Linked DNA regions of Mus musculus: all the other regions are linked to region 3. Evidence: chromatin contacts called from public ChIA-PET, Hi-C and HiChIP or PLAC-seq data. All regions are on one chromosome and are shown on one strand. The core of a region is the stretch at or near the end of the contact, and the rest is flanking DNA. Distances in the headings are between cores, read along the strand shown. Region 1 has its middle 14 kb from the start of Gm51769. Region 2 overlaps Jmjd1c (jumonji domain containing 1C). Region 3 holds the start of Egr2 (early growth response 2). Region 4 has its middle 46 kb from the start of Gm51769. Region 5 holds the start of Reep3 (receptor accessory protein 3).

Region 1 (3,000 bases), core at 269-2,768, 270 kb before region 3:
TCCTACACATGAACTCGAATCTTACTGTTGGAAATAGGGAGAGATCAAAACCTACCCAGGTAGTCATAGAAAGGGAGGGGACTGAGTAAATAAGCCACACTGTGGTCTCAAAAGTGCACGCCATCTCTGTCCAGATCAGTGAGATGCCCACTGACAGGGAACGTTTGCCAAGACGTGTTAAGTGTAAAAGAAAATAAGCCAGTGCAGAGCATCATCTGATGTAATAAACGTGTGTTAAGTATGATGCAATAAATGTGTGTTGAGTATAGTGTTATAAACGTTTATTGAATAATCCTGGAGTTCTCGGGATGAATGGAGGTTGCTCTTCTTACAGCAAGAGCTTGGGAGACCCTTTTCTTCGCATGCACCTTCCAAATCATATGCTTTCTGCTTGATTCATTCATTCGAAAATTTGAATGATGTTTTTTTCAAAAGTCATAATAGATGTCTGTGTCAGGGCTGAGGAGATAGATGGTTTGGTGGCCCAAGGGCTTGGCTGGCAGACGCTGGACATACGTTTGGATTCCAGCCCATAGGTACAAGTTAGATGTGGTGGTGCGTGCCTGTAATCTTAGAGCTATCAAGGGCAGGTCTCTCGGGCTTGCTGGCTAGGCAGCCATGCCTCAGTGATGACCTTCAGACTCAGTAAGAGATTGTGTCTCAAAATGTAAGGCGAAGGGTGGCAGAGGAGGACAGCAGATGTTCACCTCTGGCCTCCAAATGCACCTGCATAGTCAGGAACACTCACACGACTTGTGCACCACAACACACACACACACACACACACACACACACACACACACATACACTTGCACGCACACACACAGATGTATGGAAGGCACATGGGAATTGACCAGAAAAAACTCAGTGGATCTGGCCTGCAGAGACCTCACGGAGACTCTTGGAAAGATCAGAACCCTCAGAGGTGGAACGTTTTTTTTTTTTGGAGCCTGCTGCCAATTCCCTTGAAAATCCACCAGATGGCACACACACAAGAAAATGCTTCTGGGAGGAATTTGGGAGGACTAGGTACCAAATCAGGGTTGGTGCAGAAAGAGAGCTCGGGCAAAGCAAACCTCTCCACACTGAGCCCTGGTGGTGCACAGACCCCAGTCCAGCCGTGGACCTTCAGAGAAGCAATGTGTCACAGGGCAGCTGAGTGAGATCTGGGACTCTTGGTGCTATGTTGACTCTTGGAATCACACAGTCATCTGCCAATCACAGTTTCTGTATGGATGTCTTCTTGAAGGTTCATGTCTCCACTGTAGAATCTTTTTCTTCTTCTTTTTTCTTTTTTTTTATTTTTGCATCTAATCTTTATGAGAAGAGGTATTTGTTTTTTGGTAAGCCACATTTCTTTAATTAAAGGAGGAGCGTTGGAGTGACCCGCTGCAAGAAGAGAAAATGCTGGTTTCACAACATGCAGTATTTATGAGGGGCTTTGCCCGTGGACGGCTAGGAGAGGCCAGCCCCGCCCAGTTGCCTGCTGCCTCCCGGGAGACAATTACTGTCCTGCATAACAATTTGAAGCAAATTTCGGATGTGGTCGAGGAGAGCCGTTGAGGCCCTCTCTCCTGCAACCGTTTCTGCTTAGATTTCTTAATTATTTCCAACTACTTCCTTTTTCTGGGCCTGTGGCCTTTTGAGTTCTGCGGGGTCCTAGACAGCACAAGCCTCCATCTTCCCCCAGTATTTCCGGGGGTAAGTACTCTGGAAGAGAAGAACCCCAAGCCAAGTTCACCCATTACACAGACACATCCCTGACACCCCCCTCCCCTCCCACTAAGAAGAAAGGCAGCCCCTCACCAACCCATTCAGCAAGGCTCTCCTACTCTCCCTCCACACCCAGAGGACATCCCTGGTTGGCTATGAGTCTCCACATGGAGAGTCTTGGCAAGTGGCTTTTCTCTCTCACTTTCTTGCTGTGTTATGTCCAGTGGGGACTCCCAGAAGATTTTTGTATGGTAAGATAGGGCTTCGTAAAACGGAAGTAGCTGTGTGTAGTAGCATCCAGCCTGTAATCCCAGCACTCAGGAGGCAGAGGCAGGAGGAGTTTGGATTCAAGGCCAGCCTATGCTACCCCTGGAGACTTTGTCTCAAAAGACCAAGACCTGAGAGTGTGGCTCAGGAGGTGTTTTAGGGACACTTCCAGTTGCCACACTGGAGAGTGTCAGTGCTATTGCCCTGTGGGCAAGGTTGGTAACATGGAAAACATTAGCAGCAAGCAGTATATTGGACCAAGGGTAACGGGCCGGGTGTCAGGGGGCAGGGGGGAAGGGTGTGTCGCACCCCAGCACCGTGTTCGGGGGTTTAGGATGTGCCACATATCCTGACACTTTCCAAGTGTCTTGAGAACCAAAATTATATAGTTAAAAGAATATTGTGGTAGGCAAAGAGGGTTCACATCCCTGGAGCACCAAAAGACAGAAGCCCTGGCAGAACCAGCTGGTACCCTTGAACTTGTGTCGGTTATAAATGAAGTCTATGGCAGAGCTAGAAAAGCCCTTGATGGTGGCTTTGGCGATGCTGATAGAGAGAGAGCCAGGTTATCTTGAATCAGTGTGGCCAACCAGTGCCAGTCAGAAGCCATTACTAATCCCCTGACCCAGGTCAAGAGGAAGCAAAGCTCTAACTAAAGCGCTGGCTCTCCATAACGCTGCGAAGACCTTGGAGTGAGAGCTTCTCACAGCATGCTGACAGAGGCCCCAGAGGTCTGCCTTGCCAAAAAGCACACACCAAAGCCAACACCTCCTTTCCCAATCTCAAGCTCCAATTATTTGCGTTTTAAAGCTCTTATTTCTTGATTTATATTTTATTTATTTCATTTGTGTGCAGGTATATATGTATGTGCCTATGCGTGTGTGCATGTGTGTGTGTGTGTGTGTGTGTTCATCCACACTCAGGTATACACAGAGCCTGGTGGCAGACCTTTGGGTGTCCTGCTCGATGGCTCTCTTTATCCCTTGGAGACAGGGTTTCTCACTGAACCTGAGGCTACAT
Region 2 (3,042 bases), core at 345-2,844, 350 kb after region 3:
CAGCCTGGTCTACAGAGTGACTTCCAGGGCAGCCAGGGCTATACAGAGAAACCCTGTCTTTGGGGGGAAAAAAAAAGTGTCTGCATCAAATGTTTGTATATATTTAAAATACTGAAGTTAAAGTCCATTATTAAAACAATGTAAACATTTTTAAATTTAAAGATTGCAATAAGCTAGAAGATTAAGAAAAATAGGTTATTATTATCTTTTACTTTGCTAAAAGACAAGGAACTTAATTTTACTTATCACAGCATCTGCATGTCTCTGTCTATATATTACACATGCCAGGAACCAGCCAGAGCCAGAAGAGGGCATCAGCTCCCCTAGAGCTGGCCTATAGGTAGTTGTGACCTGCCTGCCTCCTGTTGGTGCTTGGAACTCCTCCAGGCCTCTGCAAAAGCCCCAAGAGCACTTAGCTGCTGACACATGTCTCCAGAGCCAGTACCTCCTGCCCCCACAAACACACTTTTCTGCTTTCTGAGACAGTTTTCTTATGTTGGCAAGGCTGGCCCTGAATGAGATCCTCCTACTTCAGCCTCCTACGTCCCAGGATCATAGATATGAATCACCACAAATTGTTTAATAGTTGTGATGAGTTTCTTTACATAATTTAAATCTATTTGTCTACTGGAAAACCTATTTCCCCTCAAGATGCATTTACTTACTCTAATAAATTAGTTAACCTCATAAACAAATAAGTATATGGCAAAACAAAACCAAACCCTCAAATACATTTATAGATAGGTGCAGCCCTGAGCCAAAGATGAACAGAAGTAACCCTGGTGTCTAGACAATTCTCCTCTAACAGGAAGCTGTGTTCACTCCTGTAATCCTAGCTATAGCCAAAGTGTTCCTGTCTCACAACAAAGTCCCAGCACAAATTTATTGCTAAGTAATGCTATAATCAAAATATACTGAATGCCCTGAATATGAATGAAGTTTAATGAACAATTGGTGTGCAGTTCCTTACCTGGTATGGCTGAAAGGCACTATCTTCTGTTAAAAAATCCAGTTGCTTATCTATAAGGAATTCTACTGCAGTGATAGAACTAGGTATACTATTTTCAACCAATGGTTTGAAGGTCTGTCAAAAAAGAGAAAAGTTCTAATGGTTATTTTCTGGTTGTATCCTCAAAGTGTTATACAAAGGGTACATGGCAATATAATGGTTCAATAAGGTCGTCATAATGGTATAACCTAACGTTTTTATTAAAACCATAGAATACTTTTTATTCATTAAAAAATAATTAAACACAACCATAATTAATAAGCTGGAAATTATACTGTATCATGCTATAGACTATTTCTGAAAGACTACCAAGCACACGTGTATGTTTCTGCTTAACCCTGAAAACATGAAAAGAAGTCAACCACATTCACCCCTGTTTACTCCTAACTAGAGATGTTAGTCTAATTTTCATACTGAGATTTTAACTGAGCAGAAAGCATCTGACCTTACCCCACCCCTGCCTTGCTCCCAGAACAACTACAGATGCAGTTACTTCAATGAGAGCAGAGGGCAGCAGGAGAGACCAGTGAGGAAGAGCAGTCCCCACCAGCCCTGTCCTGTCTCTAGCTAGCACTGTCACAAAGCAAGTCTGAGATCACACAGCAGGCAGTGAGGTGGGAAAGTTAGAGGAAGGAAACAAGGGCACAGTGTTTGTTTTCTTAAATGACTATCACCACACTCTCATTCTTAGCAGAGTCAGAGTCAGTCAAAATTAAATGTATTCATGTATCTACTACTGTTTGTTCTAAAAGCTTTAAAATGAAAAGAAAATTCTACCATCTTAAAAAGTGTGGCTTTCCTAAGAAAGAATCAAAATCTGAAAAATGCAATTAAACAACTAGGCTTCTAAACTGCATATATGTGTACCAAAAGAACATTTCCTCATGACAAGGCAACTTGGGTACCATCTGGACACAAAACAACACTGTTGACCAAGACAGTACGTATCTCCCAGATTCCAAAGCTGTTGGTGCTCCTGTCCACCCTGTCTTGTAGCTATTATGTCTTAAAGAAATACAAAATACTCTGGTTATTACACAAAAAAAGTTTCAGTTTGAAGGGGTTCTCAAAGAGCTAATTTTCTACACTTAAGAAATTCTTACCAGGAGTTAAGTGGATTCATTAGGATGTATATTTTAAACATATCTCATTTCTATTCAATTAATATTCCTGAGCAAATAACATTTTCCTTATTTGAAAAAAAATTGAAAAATTACAGTATGTATCTCTAGAACCATCCCCAAAACAAACAAAATCTGTCTCTTCCATTTATTTTTAACATTTATGATAATTGAACCTAGTTAGAATAACTTTCTACTGTGTCCCAGCCTAACCTTTTAAGTACTAGATGTTCAAAATACTTTGTGTGAGAAATTAACTTTCAAAATAGAAAATTCCCACACTAACTGTACATCTATCATTGCCTGCTACCAATATTTTCTATTTCTTGGGCCTAGATTCCTAATATTTCATATAATTCTATCATTTTTTATAAGAGAATGTACTCGCTTAAGAGTTCATGTTATCTGATTATATGAAATATGTTAACATGATAGCTATCAAGTTAGCGTATTTCTACAATGAAAAATTTTCATATTATACTTCTACTTGTTTAGCATTGGTAAATGAGAGAACACTGGCTCCTTCTCAAAAGGACTTTCAATCTTTGGACATTTTCTGTTTCTTGTCCAAACACTTCAGGCCAAAGCATCAAGGATAACCCCCCCCCCCCCAAAAAAAAAGACTGGCTAAAGATAAAATTCAATTTAGCAGGACTGGACACTAGCAACATTAGCCCTAAGTACCTTTTTCTTATGCAAATAATACAGGTGTTTTGCATCTCCTAAGCCCCAGTCATTTTATAATATCAAAAACATTCCTGCGAAGATCTTCTCCAGAGCCCTTTTTGCAAGGTGGGCCGGCTTCAGGGGTAAAATTCACCAACTTAACATAATTTAAATTACTCCAGTTAACTTAGAAAGAGGATTAATTTCTAGATAACACAATTCCTCAAAATTGAAGGTATTTAGTTG
Region 3 (3,011 bases), core at 414-2,913:
GGTCTGGGCTGTTTGTTTGTTTAAGTATTTTTAGGTAACTTGAGGGTAGGGGTTAGGGTAGAGAATGGAGCAGAAGGGCTGCGGGAGCTTCGGGGAGAAAGATCCTCGGCCGGAGGCGCCCCCTCCCTCTGCCCGCGCTCTCCCCGCCCCCTCCCCTCCAGCTGCTGCTCAGAGCGGGCGCCCTTCCCGGCGTGTCTGGGCGGTCCGCTGCGTGGGGGCGACCAGATGGAGGCTTGGACACTCACCCTGCCCGATGCGCATACACACACACACACACACACACACACACACACACACACACCACGCTCGCTCCACTTCCGCTACACACTCTCCCTCCTCCGCTGCCCTCTTACAAACCCACTCAACACACCTTACGCTACACACTACACACCTCCTCCCTCTTGACAGCGCGCGTGTGTGCGCCTGCCTGCCTGGCGACAGTCAGGATATCCTAGGAAGACACTGCCTTCATCTTCACAACTCACCAACCCCCCGCACCCCCCCCACGGGGAGGGGTGCATCCTACCACCCGCGCCTAAGGTCTACCCCAGGAATAGCCCCCCCCCCACGCCCTTGCTTAGAGCTTCCTCTGCGCTGAGTGACAACAAATGGCACAGTTTCTGGTAGCCATGGCCCCCACACGTGTTTTCCCCGGCAAATAAATAAGTCAATAAATAAACAAGCCCTTCCAGGAGAAAGCTTCCTGCTAAATGACCAAAAACTTTTAAGAGAGCTAAAACTGCTGGCCCTCCGGACACTCGGTTCCCACCTTCCCCACGCGCCCAGCCCTCTTCCGATGCGCTCTGGCTACTGCAGGGTACCCAAGCCCGAGGCTCCGGGATCTACGTAGCCTGGGATAGCAGACGCAAGCTGGGAAACTGCCCTGCCCTTCTCAGCTTCAAAGTCCCGCAGAAAAGGGATTCAGACCGGGCTAGGCTGTTCTCTTTCTTGACCCACGCTACCCGGAGCAGCGAGGATCCCCAGCGGGCAGGAGCCACGGCGCCACGCCGTGGAGGGAGCGCGGCGCTGCAGGCGCTCTCCCGCCCATCACCTGCGATGCCCGCGGCCGCAGCGCGCCGGCTCCTGCCCTATTGGAGTACGGTGGTCAGGGGAGCCCCAGTGCCACCAGGAGCCGGCTTGTCGCCGCTCTCTGAGCAGCGCTGTTCTCCTCGTGCCAACCGTGAAAGTTGTTCTCCCGGGAATGGTCCTCGCCATTACTTCAAACGCCCAAAAGCATTATCTGGGAAAGTTTCTCGATCGTGCTCTGCGCGCGATCTCCTTTCCAATTGGGGATCAAATTCAAAGGGGACAGGAGAGAACGCTCAGCGAAACCTCTGTGGGTATCCCACCCTCTTAAAAACCCTGCAAAGCCCTGTTTCGAAGGGAGAGGGGGGAGAAAAGGAAGAAATAGTGGTGCTCTTACCACGTGCGCCAGCCCGCTCCGCCTGCGCTCCGGCCAGTCCCGCGGCCCCCGCGCTGACCACAGGCAAGACGACGCCTCGGTGGGGAGCCCGACTCTCATCTCCAGCCTGGGTAGGGAAGAAATGGGGGGTCGGGTTATGCAAATAGAGGTCCCGGCGGTGGGACTCAGGTTACGGGTCCCCCACCAGCCCCAGAGGTGAAGCACCCACCCGCGCGGGAGGCGCGGGCCCTGGCGACTGCTGGCGCTTCGCTGCCGTCGGTGCACGTGGGCGGGAGGATTGCAGCAGCCGCCCCTCTCCCCCGCGCTGTCGCCAACCCCGCAGGCTGCCGCCTCGCGCCGCCCCGAGGGGGAGCTCCCGGGCGGCGGAGAGAATGGGGAGCAGGGAAGCCAGCCCAGGGCAAGACGCCCGATGATGGTAGAACTGACTGGAGCGCGGGAAGCTGGCGGATTGCCGCTACCAACCTTCGCAGAGGAGGACAGTGGGGGTAAGAGAAGTGGTTCCATACCATCAAGGAGTCTAGAAAGGGGGAGAGGGGTGGGGGGGAACCCTGTGGAAGCTGAGCCTTCCAAGAACTCTCTCACCTACCCTTAAGAGCTTCGCTGGACCCAGCTATGGCTAAACATGGGGGAGGGGAGGCAGGTGCTAATAGAGGCTAGCTGCCCCGAGGCAGGCCAGGCTCTGAAGGATGCCCGGGGCCAGTCCCTCTCTCAGCCTTTCCAGAACATCGGAGGAGAACCAGTCTTTGATAGCCTTACTTACCCCCCCATACCCCACTTTCTTCCTCCCCCCTTTAAAAAAAAAGTACAAACCTTTAAATGTAGTCAGCGTAGATAATGGAACAAAATCAAGAGCACATATTTCAAGCCAGCCCCAGCGAGCTTAGACAGATAAGTTCAGGAAAGCTAAAAGAACTTGCCTAAAGTCTCGCAGCTGGTGATTGGTGGTCCAGTTCAAATCTGCTGCCCGGTCTTCAGGATCCAAGTCCCTTGCCCTGGTCACTATGCGGGGTGCTCAGAAAGCCTGGCTCACCCCATTAGGGAAGAACACGCCGACTTCATCAATTTCATCTTGCTTTGGCATTTCAGAGGAAAGTGAAGCTGAGGTGGTAGTAGAGGGTGGCTACAAGGCAAGAGAGAGGGGGCTGTTACAGACAGACCCCTTCAGGGAGAGGGAGAATTCCAATGTAGCGACTCTGCAGACCTGTTCCAGGGAAGGAATGACCAAGCATATTAATGCTGCTGTCTTAAGAGAACCCAACCCCATGGTATCCTTCCTGGAGGCAAGGAGGGGTAAGAGGAAGGCAGGGGGTGTGATTCTGTTCTACGGAGAGGAAGAACCCTGAGATGTGGGAGTGGAATACCAAGGTGAGACCAGGATTCCCTACTTTGGAGCATTTGAACTGTTAGTGTTTAGATAAAAATGCAACAAACAAATGACGAGAGAGAGAGAGAGAGAGAGAGAGAGAGAGAGAGAGAGAGAGAGAGAGAGTTGTCACTACATGTGAATAAGACACTCCAAAAGATATCAAGTCAGGAACAATTTGCTGCCAGACTCATTTGCTTTTTCCAGAGGAGGTCAAAAAAAACC
Region 4 (3,127 bases), core at 559-3,058, 300 kb before region 3:
TATCTCTCCAGCCCACACTGGGCAGATCCCAGGGAAAGAAGGAAGGCTCTGAATCTTAAACCTGGTCCATATGTGCGGTTTGGGTGAGAAAGGCAGGAGGGCACTCCCTAGCTGACCTTCAGTTCCCTGCCCCATCATTTGGCTTCCCTGTGCACTCCAGGTCTGCGTGCACTCCAGGTCTGCGTCTTTTTTTTTTTTTTTTTTTTTTTTTTTTTTTTTTTTTTTTTTGGGTTTTCAAGACAGGGTTTCTCTGTATAGCCCTGGCTGTCCTGGAACTCACTTTGTAGCCCAGGCTGGCCTCGAACTCAGAAATCCGCCTGTCTCTGCCTCTTTGTAGAGACCCCTTCAGGCTCCCATGGAAAGATGACCTCCCGCTTCCCAGCAGCCTTCTGGGCAGTTCTGGAATCCTGAGTGCTCCCCTATTCTTTGTGCACCAATAATTGTCACTTCCTTTCCATCTTCTGGAAGATCACCAAACATCTGCCGATCGTTCTGGTTTTGTCTTCATTTTGGTTTCTCTTTTATTGTCTTTACAGATACTCCAGCAGAATTTTCAAAGGAAGTGTAGACAAATGTATTTGCATAGTACATTGTTTTGGACTCGTGCATAATTTGTATATGCAGGGACACATGTGTGCACACATGCATAACTACATGAACCAGGCTTTATATGACATTGGATTTTGTCATATATATGTATATATATATGTAAAATTAAGTATAATTATTATATATGTCATATATGTCACATATATGTCATATATGTGTCACATATATGTCATATACACACACGTATATACATATATGTCACATGTATGACAATTATACTTATATACTCTTACATTATATACATAAATATATATCATATATGACATATATAGTAATTATACTTAAATTATTAAAAGTATGATTATCAAGGGGGCACAGGTGTCCCACTTTACGCAGAAGATCAGAAGACAACTTTCTGGCCGAAGACCTTCCACGTTAATATGAGTTTCAGGGACCATCGAATCCTGGTCCTCAGGCTTGTGCTGCAAACGTCTTCTCTGCTGGACAGTCTCACTGTATCCCAAGTCACCCCAGTGTCATTTGCCTCTCCTTGCCACTGTGTTAATGGAATTCTTTCCAGAAGAGCTTTGAAAGTCATTTCTCAAGGCCATTGTAAAAGAAAAGGGTTGTGTGTGTCTTTCAGCTTTTTAGTGTTTTGGAAGTAACATTAGCTGGGTGTTTGTTAGTGTCTTTGTCTCTCTGCATGAAAGAATTAATGATTCAAACTCTGGGGCTAATGTGATTTACACATAGCACTCAGTTGAAATTACATTTTAAGAATAGGAAATATTATACACGAAGATCACCTGACTCTGGACGGTAGTGTCTTGTTGTTGTTTATTATTTTTAATTCTGAACAATATGAACCAGTATATTCTTATCAAACTATTGTGTTCCATCTCAAACCCTAAGGGTGGGTTGGCGCAGGACAGTAGCTGAGGCTGGAATCAGAGTGGGCAAATGACCCGCGAAGGAAATGACCATCTTATGTTGGATCTCAAACCTCCCTAATAAATATTTATCCGTTATTGCTAGTTCTATGAACACTCACAGGATACAAAATTCAGATCTACGGCCCTGTGAGGACTGTGGGAGCATCCACGTGCGGAGGGAGGACTTCTGTCTGCTCAGCCCAAGATGAAATGCCGATTGAATTGAAATCGGCACTTTCCAGGAGGAACGGTGACTCACACTGAGATGACCAAAATGGCATCTGGTTCCCATCGTCTTTGTTTCGTTCTTGGACTCCATTCAGAGGCACTTCCTTCCAGCTGGGCCTTTCAGTGGTATAATGTGAAGGCAAGATCCACAGAAGTGGGTTTAGAGGAGGGAATTAAAGAAGAAAATGCAGCGCGCGGAGGAGACGGTGGAAAATTACACCCAGATGGGCGCGGGAGCGGATGGACACACACCCGGATAAACATGCGCCAACTGAGATAGTTTAGAGAAACGGGGCGAGGCGACGTATACGATCTTTAATAGGGGGCAAAGAAGGTTTGATCTGGATGAAGGGTTTGAAGGCAATCTGCACGTGAATGTCATTTCTGTCTCTGGCCTGGGAAGCGATATTGTAGGTCCTTCTTTAAATCATGCCTTCTCCATGATTTATCATCAGTTCTGCAGACCAGCTGCGACCTCCACGGTGACGCCCGTTTTTCTGGCTCAGAGATGGAAAGGTTCTGGTAAACTCCCAGGTTTCCCAAGAGGTGGGGCCATCACCTAGACAGGTGGGCTGGGCTTTGTTGCTGGACCAAGCAACTCATCAGACAGGCCACAGGACAAAGGCTGGAAGAGGCAGAGTAAGAAAAAGAAAAAAAAAAAAAAAACGTGTCCAAACTCCCTTCTCCTGTTCCCTACCCCAGCAGGGCTTCAGCCAAAAGGAGGATTCTTTTACAAAGAGACTCACGTATTCTAGACTCCTTGTACCTAAATTAATTTTTTAAAAATCAAAATATCACCAAACTTGTCTGATCTGCTCGTCTCCAGAGGCAAGCAGCAAGCATGTCTGGAGGGGCCACAGCAATGATAGAGATGGATGAATATTGTTTGTTCTTTGGACCATTGTGGCAAGCTGATCCAAGCCATGAAAAAGTTAAAGGCTATTCACTGAGCGTTTGTCTGGATGGCTATAATGACATGTGTCAGTGAACACTGCAAAACAATGCTACAGCACAGAGGGTTGTATACCCCACGAGAGGTACAGATAAAGCTAAAAGCATGTGACCTCTGATTGTATGAAACTTCCAAGGACAGCACAGACGTGTGTGTGTGTGTGTGTGTGTGTGTGTGTGTGTGTGTGAATTCTCATTACCCAGATAAACCCAGAGTCATCTCGGCTTTACATTCAGACCAGGAATCCATGAATCTAGGTGCCCCTGGGACCTGGCAGGCATCATAAATATATGAGTCTAGCCAGAGGCCAACAATTAGAAATAAGAGAATCTGTGGTGAATGGAAAGCCACAGCCTCATTGGAAGATATTCAATTTTATGTTAAAAATGGCAGAATCAAAGTGGCTCATATTGGGCCTGGAAAAATAGATCTATTGGTGAATGGTGGGTACGAGCCCTAGTTTAAT
Region 5 (2,861 bases), core at 269-2,768, 440 kb after region 3:
CAATAACAAGAGCCATCACCTCTGCAAAACAGGCAGAAGAGACTAAATGCGGAGGGGTGAAAGGAGTCCAGAAACTTAAGGGATAAATTATGAGGGAGGGTGGGGGGCAGGGAATTGGGGGGGGGGGATTTAAGAGGTCAGAAAGGTAGAGAATGGGAAATAAAGCATCCAAGAAAAAGATGCAATTCAGTCAAGGGCACGAAAACACACCTTAGCTCAGGAAAGAGAGGAGGGGAAAGATATGTTAAGGATGAGGAACGAAAGGCTGTAAATAAAGACATTACAAGACCGCTCTGCCCATGGAAGGACATGAAAGGACAAGGAAGGTATGTGCCAGAAAAACTGCTGCTTAGAGGGCAAGCACATCTCCCCAGTAACGCTGAACAATGGTCAAACTAAATAAACCAGGACAAACGCAATCACCGCAGCCCCTGAAATAAAAACACACATTCTTAATGTAAATAAGCAAAAAAAAAAAAAAAAAAAGGAACGGAAGAGCAGAAAGCAGCGGAGGACTTCTCTTCCTGGTTCTGTGGAAGGAAACCCCGCAGGCCTCCACCTCCTCCACAGTGCTGGGATCACAAGAGCTCACCACCATCCCTCCCCTGCTGCTTTCTTTCATGGCCAAAATTCTTCTTAATTTATAGGCCTCATGAACTACAAGGCACTCATGGTAACCTATCCCTGTCCCTTGATACCATCCCAGGCAAATCCGACTCCTTCCTAAACACATTAATTAGCAATACCTTACATCATCCTTGAAAAGCAGGAGGTAAGCAAGAGTATTATTAGCCTCTTTTTATTATGGGGAAACTGGGGAACAAAAAGATTAAATTACAGTACGTCCCAAAATGAGCCATCATATTTTCTAGGACTTTAATTAAAGGCTCCAAACACCACATTACAGACATTATTCTTTCTAGCTTAGAGAACTTTTACTATTGCTTCCACCAGGGGACCAAGAAAAAAAAACACCTACAGTAACTTAAAAGGTCAGCTTAAAATTTTGGACAGTGTTAAGAGGTAACACACACGCGCGCGCGCGTGACGGAAAAAAAAAATAAGGACACTTGTAAACAGCACCACGGGTCGGAAATCCTGGGTCCACGTTTTAGGCTGTGGGGCAGGCAAGACAGACAGGAGTTGGCTGACGCTGATGGAAAAGGTGCCCCAAGGGGCCCAGAACAGCCTCGCCATCCCTGCAAACCCATCACTCCAAACGTGACCCCCGACGCTCTCCCTTGGCCCCTGCATTGCACCACGAGCCTCGCCGTGCCAACCCAGGCCTGTGGTAGGCCCTGGCTGCCGAGCCTCGGTGAGCACCGGAGCCGCACCTAGCCAGACACTTCACAATCCCGGCTTCCCCCGCCCCCGGCCTCGGCTCCCACGCGCTCTCACCGCCCGCCCGGAGTCCCCCGGCCCGGGGAAGCGAGGTGACCGCGCAGCTCGGTGGAGCGCAGCGCCCGCGGGGTCCCGGAGCCGCCGCCTATCAGCGGAGCGCAGGGGCGGGGCCGGCAGGGCCGGCGGGGCCGCGGGCGGGGGCGGACGGGCGGGGGACCGGGCTCCGGGCGGCTCCGGGCACCGCGCGCACACACCGGGCCGGCTCCCGAGGGCGCCAGCGCGGCCCCGGGGAGCGCGAGCGGGGAGCGCGCGGCCTGCGGTCAGCGGCCCATCGGCCGAAAAGATGGTGTCCTGGATGATCTCCCGAGCCGTGGTGTAAGTACGGGCGGGGAAGACGCTTGGGGCCCGGTTGCCGGAGCCAAGCTCACGGGCCGCGGCCTGCTCACCCGTGTCCCAGTCGCTGCGGGGCTCCGGGGCGGCGGCGGCGTTGGGAGCAGCAGGGCGCGGGCGAACGGACTGGCAGGCGGTGGGCTCTGCTCCGTGGAGCCGCTCCCCGGCGCGCGGCGGGCTCTGCTCGGCTTCTCCTCGGCCTCCCCTCCGCTCCTCGGCTACGCGGCAGGCGCTGCTCCGCTCCTCGGCTCCTCCGCTGCCCGGCGCTGCGCGCGGCGGGCTCTGCTCGGCTCCGCGGCGCGCTCCCGGCTGCGGCTCCCGCTCCCGCGGCCCGCGCTGCGCGGCACCGCCCTGCGCAGGCTCCGCCGACGCTGAGCGCGGGAGGCCGGCGGGACTCCGGATGCGCCCGAGCCTTTGTCACCAGGTCTACCGCGTTGCGGTGTCTGTCCGCGGCGCACGCCGCTTGGTCACGTGTAGGAGGAGGAGAGATCGGTGTCAGAGCCCGGGCTGCAGAGTCTTGCTCAGGGGTCCCGAGGTGACCTGGGAAAGAGCCTGCGCTAGAAAGGTCGGGCAAACGCTGACCGTGGAGGGCCGTGGGTGGGAAGAAATGTTTGCAATGGAGAAGGCGCAGGTGCCAGTCCCCTTTGTTCGGGTCATCTCCTCAGTTCACTGATTGTGATACAAACGAGAGCTGCGGATGGGGAGAGGAGGGGGGAAAAGTTGAGATGTGTTGTTTAATCTGCAAAGGTATTTGAATACAAGTTAAACCGGTTCTCTTCCCATCTTTCACCTTACCCTGTGCGCTCTAAAGCAAAGTCACCAAATAAAGGGCCATAAATTAGGTAAAGCCTGGGGGCGGGAATTCATTATTCATGTAGCAGTAGTGTCATCTGAGTACCTTAATGAAATGTTTATATGAGGTTAACAGGCCTCGCTGATTAGCTTATAATTTGAAGGGAGAAAATGACATTACTTGGGCATTATTATTTTCACTACGGAGAAGGAGCTAATTTTTTTTTAACTTGCTTTTATTTCGTTTGGAAGTGAGCTAGGTAACCTAGTTTGCAATGCATTCAAAATTTGCTCTTTCATAAAATGTCCTTTAAAGCCTCTGAACTTCTTGTATTCAT

The links. A called contact is a pair of places that touch in the nucleus more often than the background predicts. ChIA-PET counts read pairs in DNA pulled down with a chosen protein or histone mark. HiChIP or PLAC-seq counts read pairs in DNA pulled down with a chosen protein or histone mark.
Region 1: an H3K4me3 HiChIP or PLAC-seq map of bone marrow-derived macrophages shows a contact between it and region 3, with 9 times the contacts expected there. The contact joins the enhancer-like site here to the promoter of Egr2 in region 3. A contact is called at or near these places in 14 of 39 promoter capture datasets (the 3T3-L1 cell line, the C10 cell line, the HPC-7 cell line and 7 more), 2 of 15 datasets of contacts at CTCF or cohesin (large pre-B cells and pro-B cells), 17 of 484 Hi-C or Micro-C datasets (the C2C12 cell line, the HL-1 cell line, the HPC-5 cell line and 13 more), 18 of 115 datasets of contacts at active chromatin or transcription factors (the NIH/3T3 cell line, acute myeloid leukemia, bone marrow-derived macrophages and 11 more) and 4 of 9 other capture datasets (adipose tissue, embryonic stem cells, liver and 1 more).
Region 2: an RNA polymerase II ChIA-PET map of memory CD8 T cells shows a contact between it and region 3, with 52 read pairs. The contact joins the enhancer-like site here to the promoter of Egr2 in region 3. A contact is called at or near these places in 1 of 39 promoter capture datasets (pre-B cells), 4 of 484 Hi-C or Micro-C datasets (LSK cells, nephron progenitors, pre-megakaryocyte-erythroid progenitors and 1 more) and 1 of 115 datasets of contacts at active chromatin or transcription factors (memory CD8 T cells).
Region 4: an H3K4me3 HiChIP or PLAC-seq map of neural progenitor cells shows a contact between it and region 3, with 13 read pairs. The contact joins the enhancer-like site here to the promoter of Egr2 in region 3. A contact is called at or near these places in 6 of 39 promoter capture datasets (the 3T3-L1 cell line, the C10 cell line, cranial neural crest and 3 more), 8 of 484 Hi-C or Micro-C datasets (the C2C12 cell line, CD8 T cells, bone marrow-derived macrophages and 4 more), 12 of 115 datasets of contacts at active chromatin or transcription factors (bone marrow-derived macrophages, craniofacial prominence, embryonic basal ganglia and 6 more) and 3 of 9 other capture datasets (adipose tissue, liver and macrophages).
Region 5: a Hi-C map of nephron progenitors shows a contact between it and region 3, with 9 times the contacts expected there. The contact joins the promoter of Reep3 here to the promoter of Egr2 in region 3. A contact is called at or near these places in 3 of 39 promoter capture datasets (the HPC-7 cell line, liver and pre-B cells), 9 of 484 Hi-C or Micro-C datasets (the C2C12 cell line, Sertoli cells, adipose-derived mesenchymal stem cells and 3 more) and 3 of 115 datasets of contacts at active chromatin or transcription factors (epiblast stem cells, memory CD8 T cells and pancreatic cancer cells).

Annotation. Positions count from the first base shown.
Region 1 is chr10:67,803,354-67,806,353 of GRCm38.p6, reverse strand. No RefSeq gene overlaps it. Among named protein-coding and RNA genes, the nearest start is that of Gm51769, 14 kb to the right of the region's middle. Within about 2 kb of position 1,518, at least 50 of the 459 cell types and tissues checked have an H3K27ac peak or open chromatin away from gene starts, as enhancers often do. A contact at or near this core is called in the HPC-5 cell line, the HPC-7 cell line, acute myeloid leukemia and 5 more, where this site is marked.
Region 2 is chr10:67,187,778-67,190,819 of GRCm38.p6, reverse strand. It overlaps Jmjd1c (jumonji domain containing 1C), which reads right to left. Exons shown (of 26, transcript NM_207221.3): 3 at 971-1,084. Among named protein-coding and RNA genes, the nearest start is that of Jmjd1c, 62 kb to the right of the region's middle. Within about 2 kb of position 1,594, at least 62 of the 459 cell types and tissues checked have an H3K27ac peak or open chromatin away from gene starts, as enhancers often do. A contact at or near this core is called in memory CD8 T cells, where this site is marked.
Region 3 is chr10:67,534,151-67,537,161 of GRCm38.p6, reverse strand. Egr2 (early growth response 2) reads right to left here and starts at 1,663. Exons shown (of 4, transcript NM_001373983.1): 1 at 1,632-1,663; 2 at 1,424-1,529. The coding sequence starts at 1,522. It overlaps Gm32255 (a long non-coding RNA gene), which reads left to right and starts at 982. Exons shown (of 4, transcript XR_380523.3): 1 at 982-1,908.
Region 4 is chr10:67,835,267-67,838,393 of GRCm38.p6, reverse strand. No RefSeq gene overlaps it. Among named protein-coding and RNA genes, the nearest start is that of Gm51769, 46 kb to the right of the region's middle. Within about 2 kb of position 1,808, at least 30 of the 459 cell types and tissues checked have an H3K27ac peak or open chromatin away from gene starts, as enhancers often do. A contact at or near this core is called in neural progenitor cells and uterus, where this site is marked.
Region 5 is chr10:67,095,645-67,098,505 of GRCm38.p6, reverse strand. It overlaps Reep3 (receptor accessory protein 3), which reads left to right and starts at 1,518. Exons shown (of 8, transcript NM_178606.5): 1 at 1,518-1,716. The coding sequence starts at 1,685. It also overlaps a transcript of Jmjd1c not described here.